Regions from separate parts of the Macaca mulatta genome. Here all the other regions are linked to region 3. The links are chromatin contacts, called in public Hi-C maps. All regions are on one chromosome and are shown on one strand. The core of a region is the stretch at or near the end of the contact, and the rest is flanking DNA. Distances in the headings are between cores, read along the strand shown.

Region 1 (2,700 bases), core at 161-2,660, 180 kb before region 3:
TGCTTTTGGAAATATGTTCAAGAACCCATCTAGGCACCCGCTTTGCCTGATCATAAGACAAAGCGTGATTAGTGTAACACCTTGTCTCTGTTCCAGTTAAAGGGAATCCAAATTGTTCCAAGACAGCCTTTTCCGCAGATCCTAAAAGTGAAAACAAAACAAAACAAAACAAAAACACAAACACACAATTAGTGGCTCTTAAGAACAAAAGATTATAAGGAAAAGGAGAGCGGTGTGATTTACAAAGGACTGGCTCAAAAGTCTAATCAACGAGAAAATCTCATTTTTGCAACTATGAGATGAAGAAAATAGTAGACAAAGTACGGATTTGCCTATAATCAATGAATAAACTGCAGCTACAGCGTTAACTTTTGAATAAAGACTTGATCTTACTAGTCTTTCACATCAAATTTCCAAATCATCTCTGAAGCACTGATATGTGTGCTGTTGCAAGATGACAGTAAAACTGGTACTGTTTTTCCGAGTGGGAGAAACCAAGCACACAATCAATAGTGAGTCGGTTTCGAGATAATCCTCCCCTGATGCCTTCTCAAATCCTCAACCCACCAAGGGGGTAGTTCTCTTGCTAGATGCCAAGTATCCAAAGGAGCAAGTTAAATTGGCACATCCACAAAGTGTAAGAAATGAGCACGTCTTAATTTTTTTTTTTTTTTTTTGGTCAAATGTAAGGTACTCATTGCAACATGAGTTTTTATACACTTTGGAGAGATAGCAGGTATTCTTCAACTGAACAATGACGAAAGAAGGGCAGTTAACTAATCTACTAAAACTATGTATTAATTTATTCCTTCATTCATACTTACTGAATGCCAATTATGTACCAGGTACTGTGCTGGTTAGATGATGGAGACCAAAACAGACATAGTCTCAAGTCTTACGGAGCTAACAATCTTAGTGGAGGACACAGACTTTTATTAAAACATAGATATCGCGATGAGTAATTTGGGGGAAGAAAGTCTGGCGGGGGTGGCTCTGTGAAGAAAACTAAGATGCCCGGGGTAAGGAAGGACATGAGGGAAGCCGGCCAGACGCGACGTGGGGAAAGGAGGCCGAGCCGGGAGAAAAAAGGTCAGAAACCAAGGGCCGGGTTCGGGGCCCAGCAAACGGTGAAGGCTGTCCGTCAAGCACTGCCATTCACATTCCAGGTAGGAGTCGGAGCCTGAAACCTGGGCCAGGGAAGGGAGGACGGGCCCACAGACTTACCATCCGGCTGCTTCCCTGTCAACGCTCCCTCAGCGCCCTGACTCCGGAAGAACTGCAGGGCCGTGAGCCCAGCTCCCGCAGCGCCCACTACAGCCCCGGCCACGAAGCCACTCAGAAAACGCCGGGAGCCCCGGAGGCGGGAAGCGATACTCTTGGTAGCCATCTTGCCCGAGGTACCGGCCTTTTATCACGGCGCATGCGCGCGCAGGCCGGCCCCCGTCCCGCCGCCCGCCAAACTGAGGGCCTCGTACGCCCCCTGGTGACAAACCTGGATGCCCTGGCGCATCCCCGCTTCATCCCTGGTCCACTGGGCGGGGCGATGGATGGGGAATACGATGTCTAGACGGTTTAGTGGTGTGCTATGTATAGTCTTGAGAAGAAAATGCCTTTAGTCCCATTTAACAGCGAGTAAACACTTGCATATGGTTACACTAAGGTCTCCAGAGCCGATATTCCAACTCAGGTCTATTTATTTATTTTTTTAGCGACAGGGTCTCTGTTACCCAGGCTGCAGTACAGTGGAATGATCATAGCTCATTGCGATCTCGAACTCCTTGGCTCAAGCGATCCTCCTGCCTCAGCCTCCTGAGTAGCTGGGACTACAGGCACGTGCCACACTGCCTGGCTAATTTTTTTGGCAGGAGTGGGGGAGTAGAGAAGGGGATCTCCTTATGCTGCCCAGGCTGGTATCCAACTTCTGGCCTCAAGCAATCTTCCTGCCTCGGCCTCCCAAAGTGCTGTAAGTCCAGGTGTGAGTCACTGTCCCCAACCTTCTCTTTTAAATTGGAATAACAATACTTAGACCATAGCGTTCTTGTGACGATTAAAGGAGATGACACATGTAAAATGTTTAGGGAAGTACCAGGGGCATGTCGTTAAGTGCTCTGTAAATGTTAGAAATGTTTGAGTCATCTCTACTCTTTGTCTTGATAGAATATAAAATCCAGATTGCTGAATGCCTGCTGGCAAAGAAAGGATAGATAGATTTCATGGACTACCACTCACAAATAAATGAGTTCATTTTGCAGCACAATCTCCAGCATTCCGTGTGGACTTAGTTCTTAGTAGAACTTTCAAGTTTCCTATTTCTTAGAAAACTGGTAGGAATAACTTTCATCTGATCCCACTGATGATTCACTGACCAGGAGGCCACTTCTAACAACCTACTGAAGTATGCACATTATTTTGACAGCCTCAAATGGGAAGTTACCCCCTTGCTAGGAATACCTGTTGTGAAGGACCCTGACTGGTTAAGCTACATCAACCAGAGTCCTTCCTAGGGATTTTGGATCTAGTACTCTCTCTGGGTAGCAAAGCTGTGATGTGAAACTCTGGCACTGGGCCAGGCACAGTGGCTCATGCCTGTAATCCCAGCATTTTGAGGGGCCGAGACTGGAGGATCACCTGAGGTCAGGAATTTGAGACCAGCCTGGCCAACATGGTGAAACCCCATCTCTACTAACAATACAAATATTA
Region 2 (2,700 bases), core at 49-2,548, 210 kb after region 3:
ACCCTCCTTCAGAGGTTGTAGGAAACGGGCCTTGCTTTTTGGGATCTGGTGGAGCCACAATTCTTCCACTGGGGAATCTGAGGGGTTCATACGGTCCTGCCCTAGAGGATGGCGAGGAGGGGACAAGTGGGAAGGCACCAGCTCCGCCCTCCACTGTCTCTGGGGAACACGCAATCCTGCCAGTAGGGGTAAGGGAAGACCCCTGCTGTGCTCCCCAGGTGGGAGTGGGAAAGGGACAGCTGTCTTCTGGAGCCTGAGGCATGCCGTGACCCTGCCATCAAAATGGTTGGGGACGTCATGACACTAGGTTGGGGACCACAAGGCACCCTGTCCTTTGGTGTCTGTGGGAAGCCCAGCGCTACTCTCCAGGGTCTCAGGTAAAGACATGGCCCTGCTATTGGGAGTCAAGGGGGCACGTGGCCTTGCTCTTTAGGTTTAGGGACACAGTCCTGACCTAGGGAGCCCTGGTTCATTCATTTACTCATTCAACAAGTACTTATTGATCATCTACTAAGTGTCAAGCCTGTCCAGGCTCTCTGCCTTGGTGGAGCCCCCAGCCTAGCACGGGAAATGGGCACTAATAAAATCATTCCAATTGGGTGTAAAACTGGTAAAAGTGTGAAACGTTCATTCTCCAGTTAGAGAGCTTGTCACACCCCGGCACCTCTGTAAAATCTGTTCTCCCGGCCAGTCCGGAAGCCCAAATTCCCTGTCTTCTCGAAAGAATGGGAAAGCCCACCCACGTCGGAGTAGGACTCGGGCGTCTCGGAAGTATTTAGGTCCCCCAGCTCGGGTACTGGGACCGGAGGGATAGCAGAGCCGACTAGGAAGTGGGTAGAGGAATTAGAGCCCCGGCTTCCATCTCCATCTCGCAAGCGGAAAGCGGTCCTGGCGCTCCAGCCTTCCGTTTAGCTGCGGGCAGGAGACATGGGTTTGGGGGTCGGGTCTCGGGTTTGGCTACAAAAGGTGGAAAGGCTTCCGCTCTGCATTTCTGGGCGGGGATTCGTAAAGATCCACCTTTTGGTTGGCTGCGGTAGGCTAAGGTAGGCGGGGCATTGAGTGGAAAGCTCGGCTGGGCGGTGACTGTGGGCCCTCCTATAGAGGGTTCGGTAGGCGGTGGCGGGGAGGGGCGGGTTCCCAGGCCGACTCACCTTGTGGTTGGCTGCGGCGGGAGGTGGGCGGGACTTTTGGAGGGGCGCTCGCGTCCCTTCTCAGGGCTGTGGGCGGAGTTGAGGCCTTGGAGGCTGAGATGTGGTTCTGCGCGTGCGCGGACGGCTGTCTGTTAACTCCGGCGGTCAGTTCCGCGACTGGTGGCTGGTTTGTAGGGTTGAGCTGCGCAATGCAGAGGCTGCAGGTAGTGCTGGGCCACCTGACAGGCCGGCCGGATTCCGGCTGGATGCCGCAGGCTGCGCCTTGCCTGAGCGGCGCCCCGCAGGCCTCGGCCGCGGACGTGGTGGTGGTGCACGGGCGGCGCACGGCCATCTGCCGGGCAGGCCGCGGCGGCTTCAAGGTGAGGCCCGAGGGTCTGGGTGCCGAGTGTGGGAAGACGCCAGCGCGGGCTGGGGTCCGGTTCGTATGTTTGGTTACCCTGGACGCCGGAGGCAGCTCCGCATCCAGCTGTGGTCGCTTTGTCTCCCTGGGGTGAGCAGGGGGCACTGGGGGTCACCGCGGCTCCTCTTCCTGCTGCAGGACACCACCCCCGACGAGCTTCTCTCGGCCGTCATGACCGCGGTTCTCAAGGACGTGAATCTGAGGCCGGAAGAGCTGGGGGACATCTGTGTCGGTGAGCGCACCACCCAGGCCCTGTGCTGGGCCCTTCCCGTTTTTCTGTTCGTCCAGAGCTCTCCTCACCTCCCCACCCCGAGTTTTCACTGGGGGAACCTCCATGGCCTTGACCTTTGAAGGGGGCCTGCCCCTCCACACCTGTGGGTATTTCTCGTCAGATGGGACGAGAGACTGAGAAAAGAAATAAGACACATAGACAAAGTATAGAGAAATAACAGTGGGCCCAGGAGGCCGGGACACTAGGCATGCGAAGACCTGCACCAGCACTGGTCTCCGAGTTCTCTCGGTATTTATTGATTACTATTTTCACTATCTCGGCAAGGGGAGTCCGGCAGTGTGGGGGAAAGGAAGAGAGATCAGACTGTTACTGTGTCTGTGTAGAAAAAGAAGACATAAGAAACTCCATTTTGATCTGTACTAAGAAAAATTCTGCTTTGAGATGCTGTTCATCTGTAGCCTTAATCTGTAGCCCAACCCTGTCCTCACAGAAACGTGCTGTATTGACTTAAGGTTTAATGGATTTAGGGCTGTGCAGGATGTGCCTTGTTAACAATGTGTTTGCAGGCAGTATAAAAGTCATCGCCATTCTCCATTCTCTATTAACCAGGTACACAATGCACTGCTGAAGGCCACAGGGACCTCTGCCCAAGAAAGACTGGATATTGTCCAGGTTTCCCCCAACTGAGATAGTCTGAGATATGGCCTCGTGGGAAGGGAAAGACCTTACAGTCCCCCAGCCCAACACCCATAAAGGGTCTGTGCTGAGGAGGATTAGTAAAAGAGGAAGGCCTCTTTGCAGTTGAGATAATAGGAAAGCATCTGTCTCCTGCTTGTCCCTGGGAATGGAATGTCTCGGTGTAAAACCCAACCATACATTCTATTTACTGAGTTTGGAGAAAACCACCTTATGGCTGG
Region 3 (2,700 bases), core at 177-2,676:
GCAGGAGAAAGTGCCAGAAAGGAAGGAATGGGAAGCAAGGTTTGGAGGCATCTCTGGGGGTCCATGTTTGCAGAGGCCTGAGACCAGGCAAGGCCATGGGCTGTTCTCACAGGCCATGGTTGTGGTCCAGAAACATTAATACCCCACTGAAGCAATATCCAAGCTTGGGAGTATAACTACTTTCCTGGACACCTGGGGAAACTGAGGTCTAGCAAGGCAACTCGAGTCATCCAGAGTCCCACAGGACTTTCACCCCAAGGACTGGCCAGAGGCCTGCCTCCCTTGACCCATTCGAGAAGAGGGGTTTGACTGCAACTGTGTATACAAAAGGTGCCCCTGGTCACCCCATGCCCTGTTTGAAGGCAGATTTTGATTTGCTTGCCTGTTTGCAGGGCGTTGGCAGCAGCACATTGTTCCTCTGACCAGCAGTCCTGGGTCGGCAGACCAGGCAAGCTGGTGTCAACGAAGGGCGGTCACAGGGTAAAGTCCATTTGTACACTATGCATTTCACTTTTTTTTTTTTTTTTTGAGACAGGGTCCCGCTCTGTCGCCCAGGCTGGAGGGCGGTGGCGCCATCTTAGCTCACTGCAATCTCCACCTCCTGGGCTCAAGCGATCCACCTCGGCCTCCCGAGAAACTGGGACTATAGGTGTGCGTCACCATGCCTGGCTAATTTTTGTATTTTCTGCTAGAGACGGAGGTTTCTCCACATTGCCCAGGCTGGTCTCGAACTCCTGGGCTCCAGCGATCCACCCACCTCGGCCTCTCAAAGTGCTGGGATTACAGGCAAGAGCCACCAGGCCTGGCCCATTTCAATTTTTAAAAAAAGGTTTCGGGCTATAATTTGCTTCCAGGTCACTGGTTGTGCATGTGCGCAGGGCTACCCGCCTGTCTGTTCCCCTGCCTTACAGTAGCTGGCTTCCTTCGGGTCCCTGTCACTCGGTGCCCATAACAGCGCACGAACCCACCGAGTCCTCCCGCCCCTCTGGGCACCGGGGGTCCTGCCGAGGGACGCCCGCAGTTTCCTGGGGTAGCGAGGTCTAGGCGGGGTCGAGGCTGCATCTTGCGAATGGGTGGCATTGGCAGGGCATCTCCGGGCGAGGGCACCGATGCCCCACGGCCGCGCGCGGGGTAGGGGCGCGGGGTCCCGGGAAGCCCGAGAGGTAGGCGCGCCCGCGGCCGGGCCCATGTTTTTCCCGCGTCCGGGTGACAGCCCGCCCCTACCCCAGCGTAGCGGAGGAGGCGGCCCCGTGGCCCTGCGACCAGGCGACTGTACCTGCTGCGTGCTGAAGTCCCAGCCCAGGCAGCAGCGGCGAGGGGCGTGCTCCGCCATGACCCTGGCGGGTAAGGCTGCGCGTCCGTCAGTCCGTCCGTCCGCACCGCGGCGTGACTGTCGCCGCGCTCCAGCGCCCAGAGACGCAAGGGCCCGCCCCTCGCTCCGCCCGGCCGGACTGTGGACCCGAGTCACGAGGCGGGCTTGCGCTCTGGCGCCGCCTGCGGGACGACGCGAGCCGGCACCGCGTCCTGTGCAATCGACGGTGCCCCCAGGCAGCCGGCTTTCCTTCCAAGCGCACCCACTCTGGTCCTCCCCATCTTCATCTTCTCTCTACATGGGCCTTGCCTTGACACAGTCTGGCTTCCCTTAGAGGACGCCTGGGCCAGAGGTTTCAACTATAAGCCAGCTTGTCTCTCAGAGGGACCCTGCCTGTCCTTCTGGAGGCCCTATGCCTGCAGTCCTCTGTGGCTGTATCTTGGCACTGGAACAGCTGTCCGCCCCTGGGGGTGACTCAGGGGCCACAGGGAAATGGGCCCTGGGGTTGGAAGCACTGGATCCTGACAAGCCCCGCCTAGATCCAGCAAATCTGAGTGGTTCCCAGTGTGTCACATCCCTGCCGTGTATTTAAACTCAGAGCTCCTGACGCCCCCACGGGGAGACACTCATTCCTGGAGTCAGCTGGTATTGATGGTCTAAATGTGTGCCAGACGTGGTGAAGGGGAATGGGAACCAAAGTCAGACTCACTCCTTTTATTCATGGAGCTGAGGGCACCTGTCCCACCAGCTACATCCTCCTGGTCCCTAAGACTGACTGCTTTCCAGAATTCCTCCCCAAACCCAGCATGTGAGAGTCTCCTCCTACGAACTTCCCAGGCCACCAGTGCCCTTCTCATGCACTTGCAATGGTCTGTCTCCCTTGCTGAACTTGAGCTGCTCGGAGTTTACATGGGATCCTCTTCATTGCTGGAACAAGAAGGGGCCAACTTGTCCTCCAAGACATTCACAGCTTATTGGGGACACAGCCCCTCTAGCAGTCACCACCTGTGACAATAGACAAATACTGGATACTAGCTAGATCGCAAACAATTAGGCAACCTGCTGAGCACATTTAATCCTCACAATGATGCTGGGAAGTAGGTAATATTATCTCCACTTTTAAAACATTTTAAATATGGCCGGGCGCGGTGGCTCAAGCCTGTAATCCCAGCACTTTGGGAGGCCGAGGCGGGCGGATCACAAGGTCAGGAGATCGAGACCACAGTGAAACCCCCTCTCTACTAAAAATACAAAAAATTAGCCGGGCGCGGTGGCGGGCGCCTGTAGTCCCAGCTACTCAGGAGGCTGAGGCAGGAGAATGGCGGGAACCCGGGAGGCGGAGCTTGCAGTGAGCCGAGATCGCGCCACTGCACTCCAGCCTGGGCAAC

The links. A called contact is a pair of places that touch in the nucleus more often than the background predicts.
Region 1: a Hi-C map of fetal cortical plate shows a contact between it and region 3, with 2.8 times the contacts expected there. The contact joins the promoter of EXOG here to the promoter of XYLB in region 3. A contact is called at or near these places in 4 of 14 Hi-C or Micro-C datasets (cortical neurons, fetal cortex germinal zone, fetal cortical plate and 1 more).
Region 2: a Hi-C map of liver shows a contact between it and region 3, with 2.9 times the contacts expected there. The contact joins the promoter of ACAA1 here to the promoter of XYLB in region 3. A contact is called at or near these places in 2 of 14 Hi-C or Micro-C datasets (fetal cortex germinal zone and liver).

What each region holds. Positions count from the first base shown.
Region 1 is chr2:100,786,127-100,788,826 of T2T-MMU8v2.0, reverse strand. EXOG (exo/endonuclease G) reads right to left here and starts at 1,410. Exons shown (of 5, transcript XM_077992183.1): 1 at 1,225-1,410. The coding sequence starts at 1,387.
Region 2 is chr2:100,393,272-100,395,971 of T2T-MMU8v2.0, reverse strand. It overlaps ACAA1 (acetyl-CoA acyltransferase 1), which reads left to right and starts at 1,298. Exons shown (of 11, transcript XR_013413791.1): 1 at 1,298-1,510; 2 at 1,690-1,783. It also overlaps a transcript of MYD88 not described here.
Region 3 is chr2:100,607,548-100,610,247 of T2T-MMU8v2.0, reverse strand. XYLB (xylulokinase) reads right to left here and starts at 1,426. Exons shown (of 22, transcript XM_077992171.1): 1 at 1,277-1,426.